Linked DNA regions of Mus musculus: regions 1 and 3 are each linked to region 2. Evidence: chromatin contacts called from public Hi-C data. All regions are on one chromosome and are shown on one strand. The core of a region is the stretch at or near the end of the contact, and the rest is flanking DNA. Distances in the headings are between cores, read along the strand shown.

Region 1 (3,183 bases), core at 384-2,883, 1.0 Mb after region 2:
ATTTATTAAGCATATAAAAAGGCACTCCATATTATTGATCAAAAGAAACTCAAGTCAAAAGTCCAATGAGTTACCACCTCATACTCATTAGGATGCCTGCAATTCAATAAAAACCCAGAAACTATCAAATATGGATGTGGATCGAGGCCCTCATCCACCAACTACCTTCCCTTTCAGGAATATAACAGTAACTACATTGCTCACCTTTCCTTTGCTGTGGCAAAATGACTGACAGAATTACCTCACATTGGAAAAATAACTGGCTCACAGTCTCAGAGCTGACAAGGCATAGTCGTCTGATCCCATTGTTTCTGGATGTGTGGTGAAGCAGAACCTTAGGATGGGGAATGTCGGACCTACCAGCAGAGATGAATGATGGCCAAGAAGCAAAGAAAGGGAGGAGCTAGAGACAAGAACCTGCTCCGCATAACTATGATTCAGCTACGTCCCCATCACCTCCCACCATCCACCAAGCCAAGAACCAACTGATCAATCCACTCATCTTCTTAGAGCCTTTCGATCCAGTTACCTTCCCAATACCCTACCTCTAACACATCCCTGCCATGAGTTCTTAACACACACACACAAACACACACACACACACACACACACACACACACACGAATCCATGCATGAGCCTCTGAGAGACAGCTCAGATTCAAAGCACGACAAGTGAAAGTCCAATCCTCACAGCATGCCTGGATTTCATGTCTGCCCACCTAGCCAGGAGAAAGGAATAAGTCTCTGCCTAGTTTCTGTACATCCATGCCCACAGACATGACACTCCCCACAGCTACACCACAGAAACAACCCATGAGAAACGGAAAGATAAGCAAAATATGATACATTCACACAATGGTCTTCTGACAACAAAGGGGAGAAGCTTGGGGAAGTAGCAGGCGAAGACTGGCAAGATTAACAGGAATTCATTGACAAAGAACAGCTACCTTAGTTTCTAGCTTCCCTTGGGGTCACATATGGCTTTTATATTCTCACAACTTACAGCCTTTATGCAAAAAGACAGCTCCTAGTCACTTTCCTTCTAGTCAAGTGCATTTGCCATGCTTAGGCCAAACAACCACATGCTGTGAGCAACACAGGTACAAGAAGCTCTTTTAATTACACAAATAGTAAGTCAGGCTAAAACAGGAGAGAAAAAATTCATGGTGAACACACAACAGGAGCTGTATTTTTAGTGAACAAATCTACATAGCCTGAAGCAGACATCAGGAAGGAAGATGGAAAAAAAAAAAAGACTGGAAAAAATCATTTTCCATATCGTTTCTGATGTTTATAGATCTAACTACGTTCCAAGCCAGAAGAAGAAAGATGTCTCTGCAGGCCATGAAGATCAGCCTTGTGGCTTCTTGACATCTACTGGCGACAGCCCAGGGTAGCAAAAGATGCACAGAAGACAAAATAAATGCCTCATGTGAAAAACAACGCTACTTCCACGGGGTGGGCGGAATAACCTATATAAAGCAAAGTTAGGGAGATAGGTTTTAGCGGGAAAGCCTGTTTTAGGGCCGGATATTGGACTTGCAAGTCAGGAATCCCGGGCAGAGGGCATGGCCAGTCCCGCCCCAGTCCGACCTCTCCGTCAACCGGAGTTGGTGAGGCCCTTTGTGCGGCACTTTGTGCGACAGTTCCGACGCACTTTACGGCGCCGCTGCCGTGTTGCGCGGCGCTAGTGGAAGTGGCGGCATCGCTGGCTCGGCCCTGTCGTTCTCCACAGCTGTACCGTGGCGGTGGGCTCGCGCTGGGATGAGCGCGCGGTGCCGAGCCGCGGAGTGGAGTCATGGTGAGTGGTCGGCGCTGACGGGCTCCGAAGGGGCGCTGGGCGGATACGGAGACTGACCTTTACTCCGGCCTCCGGTGGCTCCAGCTGACACCCCTTATCTGCTTGCAGGCAGGCACACGTTTGTGCCTCCTAGGAGGTCGGGCTGTTACCCCACTACCATCTCCGCACTCCTCCCCTCTTTACGGTGGAAATACCTTATGGGATCAGGGAGCCTTTGCAAGCACTGTTTCCAAATCCAGCAGAAATCTTATTTTCACCGGTCTTGTCTAAACTAGAAAGGGGTTCCAATGCCCAAGGGTTAAAGTTCTCTTCCATGGCTGAAAAATCACCATCTTACTGTTGTGGGTAAAGATGACTTACCCTTTTCTTCTTGGTGAAAATCCCATACTCTGACAATAAATTGTGGATAAAAATTGCAGTAGTTTAATTTTTTTTTTTTAAACAGGGTTTCACTTTGTAGTCCTGGAAGTCCCAGAACGTACAGAAATTCACCTGCCAATGTTTCCCAAGTCCGGGGACTAAATGCAAGCCGCCAATGTGCACCACGTCCAACTGCAGTAGTTTTAAAGACATATTTCTATTAGAAAAAAAAATGTTTCTTCCAGCAGACCCTGTGCTGCACTCTGTAAAGTCCCAGTTGCTTAGAGAGCTAGTCGCAAATTCGTGGGCAGCCTGGACAATTTTAGCAAGACTCCACCTCAGAATAAAAGTGTTGGAACTTTGAGAAAGGCTGGAGTTGTAGGCACCTTACCAGCATGAGACACACACTAGGTTCCATCCCTAATCCTGCCCCAAAAGGGAAAAAGAACCCACCTTTCACCAAAATGAAGGTCGTAATGAGTTTGGCTGCGGAATAGGTAGCAATTAAGAGTAGTAAAGACTTGCTCTTCTCCTCCATTACAGGCCAGCACAGTGGTAGCAGTCGGGTTGACCATTGCTGCTGCAGGATTTGCAGGTTTGTCTGTGGGTTGGGGGTGGAGCAGACTGGTTATGCATGGATTTGCTTATTCTGTTGCTTTTGGTTTTAGGCCGTTATGTTTTACAAGCCATGAAGCATGTGGAGCCTCAAGTAAAACAAGTTTTTCAGAGCCTACCAAAATCTGTAAGTGAACCTTCTTGCTAACTAACTTGCCTGTATTTGAAGCCTGGAGCTTGCCTGTAAGGTGAATTCCACAGGTCCATGGAGCTCAGTGTGGAGTTGTAAACCTTGCAATGGGCCACACTGGGAGTTGGTTTTCACATGTGACAACTGAGGGTGGGTGGCCTTTGCAGATTTAGAACGATAGCAGGTAGTTAGCAATTAATTTTACTACATATACTGTTGACCCAGGTTTATCTGTCCAGCTGCCTTCCCTCGTGTTTTGTCACATAGGATAGCTTTG
Region 2 (3,358 bases), core at 376-2,875:
TCTGCTCCGCTTCCTCACAAAGGTTTAAGTACAAGATTGATTACGCATGTCGGACCATGTGAAGTACCTCAGAGTGAGGACAGGAGGGACCGTCTCTCACTCTGAACAAAAGAAAGAAGTTGGACACTCACAAGATGAATGGGGGAAACGCAGGCACCAAGTATGCAGGAGGTACCTGTGGTGTTTTGTTTGGGGGGTTTTATTTTTCTTGTTTTAATATAAAAGTGTGAAAATCTCCAGATTTGAAATACTTACGTTTAAAGTACCTACATGAGTTGATTTTTAGAATAAGTTTGTTAAGTACACTTCAAAATGAGGATAACTAATATTTAGCTATGTCCTACAAAAAGCCGGCTTTATGCAGAAAAAGTGAAAGAATTTTAACGGCAGGCATCTAAGATGACATTATCCGCTACTAAAAGACAAGACCAGATCATTTGTCCAAATGAAGGGTTTATCGCTGGTGGAAAAACGAACATAATTTCTTCAACATTAAAAGGACAATAGAGGCTTGGGCCTGGTTAGGGTAACTGGTACCAAAAATGGGCGACACACTATCTGCAAGGGGGGACAGCCTGAGGGGGAGTTCAAGTGGGTGACACACTATCTGCAAAGGGGACAGCCTGAGGGTTAGTTCTGGGCTGAGCTGTGTGGAGCTTTGTGCAAGGAGAGCTGCTTCCTCTCTTCATGTACCCATCCCAGGAGCTACATGTTCCACTGTGGCCCTTTGCAATGGGAAAAGAAAAGCTGCTACTGGTCAATACTCCTTTACCCCGAGCACTGAAGAAGGGCCTCCTTTCCTTCTTCATCTTGAAACAGCACTTGCTTTTACACACACACACACACACACACACACACACACACACCGGGCCCCCACAAACAGGAAATTAGAAAAATCCCTTCACAGAGGTTGCAGAGATGCAACAGGCCATCCTAAGGAGGTTTTCCCAGGCTTCTCTGGAACTGTGAAGGGGAACAGGTGCCCCTTGACCCCACCCCACCCCATGATTCAGATGACAACCCCTATCTCTGAGAGGTTGAAGCCATGGCATGCCCTGGCTCACACCAGGCCGAGAGCTGCAGAGGGCCCAGTATGTAATTTCTGCAGCATGCGTGAGATTTTACACCACAGACACTCTGCAGAGGTTCGTGGGGTGTCACGAGGACTGTTCTGTGACAGTTCTTGCTTTTGCCCTTACTGTCGCTTTACCTCACATTTCTTTGCTGTTTGTGTTGTTGAGAGGGAGGTAATCACGTTTTTAGATGGGTTTCATTCATACGACCATAGTCTTAGGGTGACCTCAGAGATGGAGCCGGAAATGGCAGCTGTGGATGATGTGGAAAAGTGGCAAACAAACAGACACACTTTGGTATAGACAACAAATATTCATTTCTGTTACCTAAAGAGATCGTTTTACTTAATGATTTTTAAATTTTTTTAACGTTTCATTCTAAACTTAATCAAATTGTTAATTTTTCACACAAAATAAAACAAAACAACAACAACAACAACAAAAACCAACAAAAAAGCAACAAACAAAAAACCCATAGACGTTAGGAAGAAATCTGGATGTCACGCATCCTGAATCTTCAGTGATTTTAAAGTTTCACCAGGGGGCGCTCCCACTTCACAGCCCAGAGGCAGGAAGGACAAAGGACCACAACTGTCTCATGCTTAACTTGCGGGCATACACTGTCTTGTTTGCATTTTCAACTCTTTCTCTTCTTCTCTCTCTCTCTCACACACATTGTATAAAAAAGCCCCAGTGAGCTTACGCATGCCTCCCTTAAACACTGGAGCACAAACTAACACCACCACAAAATTAGCAAACACAGACAATTGTGAATTACATTGCTCCTGGCACAGGCCACGGAGTTATGTGAAATCTGCATTGAATTTTTGGTTGTCAACATCAGTATAAGAGTACATTAACATAGGATATCAAAAAATATGTCTCTGCTGGGCCACCCTGGGGCGAAACCTGTGGTTGCTCTGCATTGGTCTCTGGGTGGTACCAGCTTCTTCACCCTCTGTGGTAAATCTTTTGGTCAGCCCAAGTCGCAAGAAAATGCAGAGTCAGGAAACAGACTAATTAAAGAAAATTCCCCAAGGACAACCCAATGACAGAGCCTGAGAAGGAATTAGTCCCGAAGCCTGCTTTTCAATTCGTGTATAAGTTTCATACATTAAGAAGCCTGACGATCGTTTTGAACACACGATTTAGGCAAACAATAAATAGAACATTTCTTGTGGGAAGGAAATAAGGTATTTCAAAGTCAGAAGGGAGAGAGCACAGTTTGCCAAGTGTAGAACCCCACAGAGTCCTCTGGCCTGGAGTTTCAAACTGATCCAAACCCTTTGGGGGTTTGAATTTCTTTGCTGTTGGCAAAACACAATTCCTGCTTCAAAGAGAACCGGCATTATGAAGGCCTGTTACAGAAGCCTCAGAAGACTTCTGGGGCACCAAATCACTCTTACAAAACACCATTTTGATGAGTTTAGTACAGATTAATGAAAAACATATGGATTAAATTTTTCTTTAAAATTACATTGGTTCATCACATGAGCAGAAGGGGCTGTAAAAAGGCATCCCAGCCTTACAGAGCTCTGGACACTTTAGCCGTGGTTTCGGGCGCTTCTCAGGCAGATACGGCTCCCCGGCATTGTGGTCCATAGAGGACGTGGAATCCGTCCCTCTGCCTTGGGCTTGGCAAACACCAGTGGGTAGTCTGAGCAGAACTTCAGGTTTCTTCCGCAAGGGTGAAAAACCAACTCGTGTGGCCTGGCAGTTTGTATTGTCTGATCGAGAGGCAATGCCTCTCAAGTAGTTGAGAACTTCTCCAAAAACGCATGACAACAGCTAATTATTCATTCTTTTCTGAGGGCCCCAGAAGGACAATATATCTGTTACCAAGCCTGGAGTGGCCATGGAAGCAGGGAACACCTCCTACTACAGCAGTTATCGAAGCACCCTCCCTACCAATCACCAAACCCAAAAACTAAACTGAGCCTTAAACAGATGGTGACTGACCAACCAGCAACCAGAGAGAGTCCAGACAGTGACAGAAACCAACTGGACCAGGCAGCTCTGCTGTCTGTGCCTTTTCCTAATGTAAGGAATGATTCAGAAACCAAGCAAACTAAACAAAAGGCCAAAGTTGGAATGTAAAGTGGCTCTCACAAGGCATGAAATGAGATGAGCCACCACCACCACCACCACCACCACCACCCCCCCCCACCCTTGCAGGAAGTACCTCTACTTTTGGAACAGTGTGAGTATTAGGTAGGCAGGTAGGAATTTTTAATTCTTAAAAGTGTTAAACAATCATTTGCAGTATAACTGGCAAATTTAGGAAG
Region 3 (3,286 bases), core at 340-2,839, 1.3 Mb after region 2:
ATGGCAAGAGCCAGCTGTTGGAGCTGTACTGCTGTGCTGGTTGGGTGCCTGGCCTGCCACAATTGGGCTTGGGTTGAACCTGGCAAAGATTCATAGCAATCAGAAAGAATTTAAGAAGTGAATTAACTTTTCAAATACCAGTGCATACTATTCTCCCTGGCTTAGTGTGTGGAACACACACAACTCAGCAACTGGCACTGGGAAGGCAGTTGGGATATTATGTTTGTCAGCTCACCTTTTGGATGGGCCGTAGGTAGGAGTGTTGTGCTGTGAGCATCTTGCTGTGGATGCCGTTCTGCTCTTATGTTAAAGCTGACTGACTTGATCAGAACTTCGATGGTGTAGAGTTGGAAACCCAGAGCCAAATTATCTTGAGCTATCTTTAGTCTCCTTAATAGCCAGCCGTTCATTGCCCATTTGACCAGGTAATGCTTGTTGGGCTGTACTAACTTAGCAAACCACTAGCTTTCACCAACCCCAAAGCTATGAATGTCACCAGATAGTATTTGAAACCTATGGATAGCACTGACTTCCCAACTATGCTGTTGTTGGGAAGAAGCAAAGGAAACTTACTCCAGGCAGTACCATTTCGTTTTCAGACTCCATTTAATCATAGGGATAAAGTAAATTCAAGGTCCCAGATCCCAGGGAAGCCAGGGGCTTCCCCATAGCTGAACATCTTCTGTTGTAAACGGTTGAGTCTAGACATCTCAGGCACAACTTCTCTGTCTTGCTGGCAGGGTTAAACAAGTTCATATGCTCCTGCCAGCGTCTTTGTCCCCTTATCACTCTTAGCTCTGGACCTAATGTCTTGGAGAATGAATTAAGGACCTTGAAGCCAGGTGCTCTGTACAGGCTCAGTCTCCCAACAGGTACTCCCATGTTTAACACATAATGTCAAAATACAATTGGATAACGCTGCAGTTCCCACCAGCTCCCCACTTTGAATTGTGTTACCATCCTATAACAATGCTGTATAATCTCCCACCCCGTACGTGGTTCAGATCCCAAACTGGCTGCCTCCCTGAGCACTCAGAAAATAAAGCCTTAATTTTTAAATTTCCATCTCTAAAGTGAGTTTTCTCAGCTTCCATCTCAAACCCAATACTAACAGTCTTTGGTGATGTTTTCATCAATGCATTGGAAAAATGCCTTGATTTATTGCTTCCTTTTCTTCTGCAATTACAAAAACGTAGTGAAGCAAGTTTCCATGCGAGAACATGCTATTTGGGGCAGCCTGGATCTGTGTTCCCAGATCATGGTCCCTTATATATGACTTAAGAACAAATCTGAAGCCACTTTTGGGTATTATACTATCCCTCAATCTGGTGGTCGTCCATCCTGCTATCCTGTAGTCCACCATCCTGGCACCCCAGGAGCCTATGCCTTCCATCCCCGAACTTTGTGGTCCTCTGGAGCACCCGAGCTTCCAGATTTGCACGTTTTGGAAGTCCTGGGAGTGTATCTATCCGTGCAAAGAGAGCTGTGCCTCACAGACACAGGCAAGCAAATTCTACCGGCTGCAAAAAGGACAAGGGAATTCTCAAAGGAAGTTCCGCCTTCCAGCCTGAGTGCTTCCTGTTTGGTAACTAAGGGCGCCTGGCTGTTGCTAGGGCCGCGGAATACAGACGGTTAGGCTTGGCTGCGAGCTCCAGGGAACGGTTTTGGGTGGCTTGTCTGTGATTCCTTTGAGCCTCGTACGCCATGTGCAGTGAGTTCTTGTCAGAGCTGCACTGGGAAGATGGGTTCGCCATCCCCGTGGCCAATCAGGAGAACAAGATCCTGGAGGATCAGGTGAGGAGGACCGGGTGGGATTTAGGGGAGAGACGACCAGAGGGGAACAGCTGAGGAATGGTAAAAGGGCTGGTTGAACGCCGCCAGGACTGCCAATGGATGACCAGGTAAAGACTAGGTAAGGAGTGTAAATAGAGGATGCTGGGCTAGGTGGGTATCCAGTGGGAATCCGGGGGAGGGCCAGGGAAGACCAAGTCCCACGTACAGGTGCCGCGCTGCTCATTTGCACCTCTTGTGGCCTGACTTCATCACTTAGATCTGATACTCCGGCCTCCCCACTTTCTCTCCTGCTCCTATCAGTTACTACACATTTGAAAGTTTTATCGAAGCAACAATTTCTATTCAGGGCCATAAAACCCGAGTCTCACTCTTCCAGCTGTTTCAGGTGCCAGCTAGCAGGCCTTTCCCATCCAATTAAGGATCACAAATGCATTTTTGGTGTTTCCTAGTAACCACCATTTACACATGTGCACACACAAGACACATTCTTGCCAGCATTTGTGTTTCTGTGATGTTTAAAATCGCTTGAGGTGCTTTCAAGGAAAACATTTTAGTGAAGTATGCAATATAGAGTTTCAGAGTGAGAATCGAGGTGTCACAAGATGGTGAAATATTTCACATTGTTAGGACAAACCTGCACCAACTAAAATACATGCAGTTTAAGTCGTTTTTTTGTTTGTTTGTTTTTTGTTTTTTTAATTGCAACCGGCTCCACAAAGTTAATGCATCTTTAGCAGTCACCCAAAGTCCCACGAAATGGTACTAGGGTGTGGGGAAGAGGGAACCAAGAATTGAAGATTTGTGCAAATTGACAAGGTAGAAGAGAATATTTTCTGCCCTCTGAAAGTGAGCATAAAAGACTTTTGGGTAAATCTTCTGAGAAGACTGGAACGTTTGGAATGCTCTGCTCTGCTCTGCTCTGCTCTGCTCTGCTCTGCTCTGCTCTGCTCTGCTCTGCTCTACTCTACTCTGCTCTGCTTTGCTCTGCTCTCCCCTCTGGTTAGGATTGGGCATTTCCCCTTAAGGACCATCAATATTAGGACAGATAAAAGATCACTGCTGGTGCCCGAGTCATAGCCGCCAATTGAAGGTTTGGAGCCAGCCCACCAACCTGATGGGTGTCTTGTTGAACTAGAGATGAGATGGGCAGGAGACACTGTATAATTAATATATTATTACATTGTATAAGAGGTATTTAGGAGAGCGATCCTGCTGGCTCTACAGTTAGCATTTGAATTTAAGGTTCTTGTCCTGTAGTTTTTATGCTCCTCCTTTCATTACGTTACCCTTCTTTCTTTTCGGGGTATGTGTTTGTGATGTATGGTGGTGGATGTGACTAAATAGTGTACATGTGTGCGCATGTGTGCAGAGGCCAGAGATCAAGCCTAAGCGCCATCCCCCAGGCTCTACTTCTACCTTACTTTTTGAGGCAGGGTCAATCTTACTGGGATCTGGGGCTACCAGATTAGGCTAAGATGGCAGACTAGTGAAG

Evidence for each region. Hi-C and Micro-C count contacts between places; a contact is called where the count stands out from the background.
Region 1: a Hi-C map of neural progenitor cells shows a contact between it and region 2, with 2.0 times the contacts expected there. The contact joins the promoter of Dnajc19 here to the enhancer-like site in region 2. A contact is called at or near these places in 6 of 39 promoter capture datasets (the 3T3-L1 cell line, the HPC-7 cell line, hippocampal neurons and 2 more), 1 of 484 Hi-C or Micro-C datasets (neural progenitor cells), 2 of 115 datasets of contacts at active chromatin or transcription factors (astrocytes and stem cell-derived neural progenitor cells) and 1 of 9 other capture datasets (embryonic stem cells).
Region 3: a contact with region 2 is called in a Hi-C map of cortical neurons, with 4 times the contacts expected there. The contact joins the promoter of Ccdc39 here to the enhancer-like site in region 2. A contact is called at or near these places in 8 of 39 promoter capture datasets (the 3T3-L1 cell line, 3T3-L1-derived adipocytes, the C10 cell line and 4 more), 5 of 484 Hi-C or Micro-C datasets (the G1E-ER4 cell line, the HPC-7 cell line and cortical neurons), 1 of 115 datasets of contacts at active chromatin or transcription factors (embryonic basal ganglia) and 1 of 9 other capture datasets (adipose tissue).

What each region holds. Positions count from the first base shown.
Region 1 is chr3:34,079,804-34,082,986 of GRCm38.p6, reverse strand. Dnajc19 (DnaJ heat shock protein family (Hsp40) member C19) reads left to right here and starts at 1,633. Exons shown (of 6, transcript NM_026332.4): 1 at 1,633-1,801; 2 at 2,705-2,756; 3 at 2,830-2,903. The coding sequence starts at 1,799.
Region 2 is chr3:35,101,693-35,105,050 of GRCm38.p6, reverse strand. No RefSeq gene overlaps it. Among named protein-coding and RNA genes, the nearest start is that of Gm35255, 150 kb to the right of the region's middle. Within about 2 kb of position 1,625, at least 25 of the 459 cell types and tissues checked have an H3K27ac peak or open chromatin away from gene starts, as enhancers often do. A contact at or near this core is called in astrocytes, cortical neurons and neural progenitor cells, where this site is marked.
Region 3 is chr3:33,842,613-33,845,898 of GRCm38.p6, reverse strand. Ccdc39 (coiled-coil domain containing 39) reads left to right here and starts at 1,589. Exons shown (of 20, transcript NM_026222.2): 1 at 1,589-1,794. The coding sequence starts at 1,705.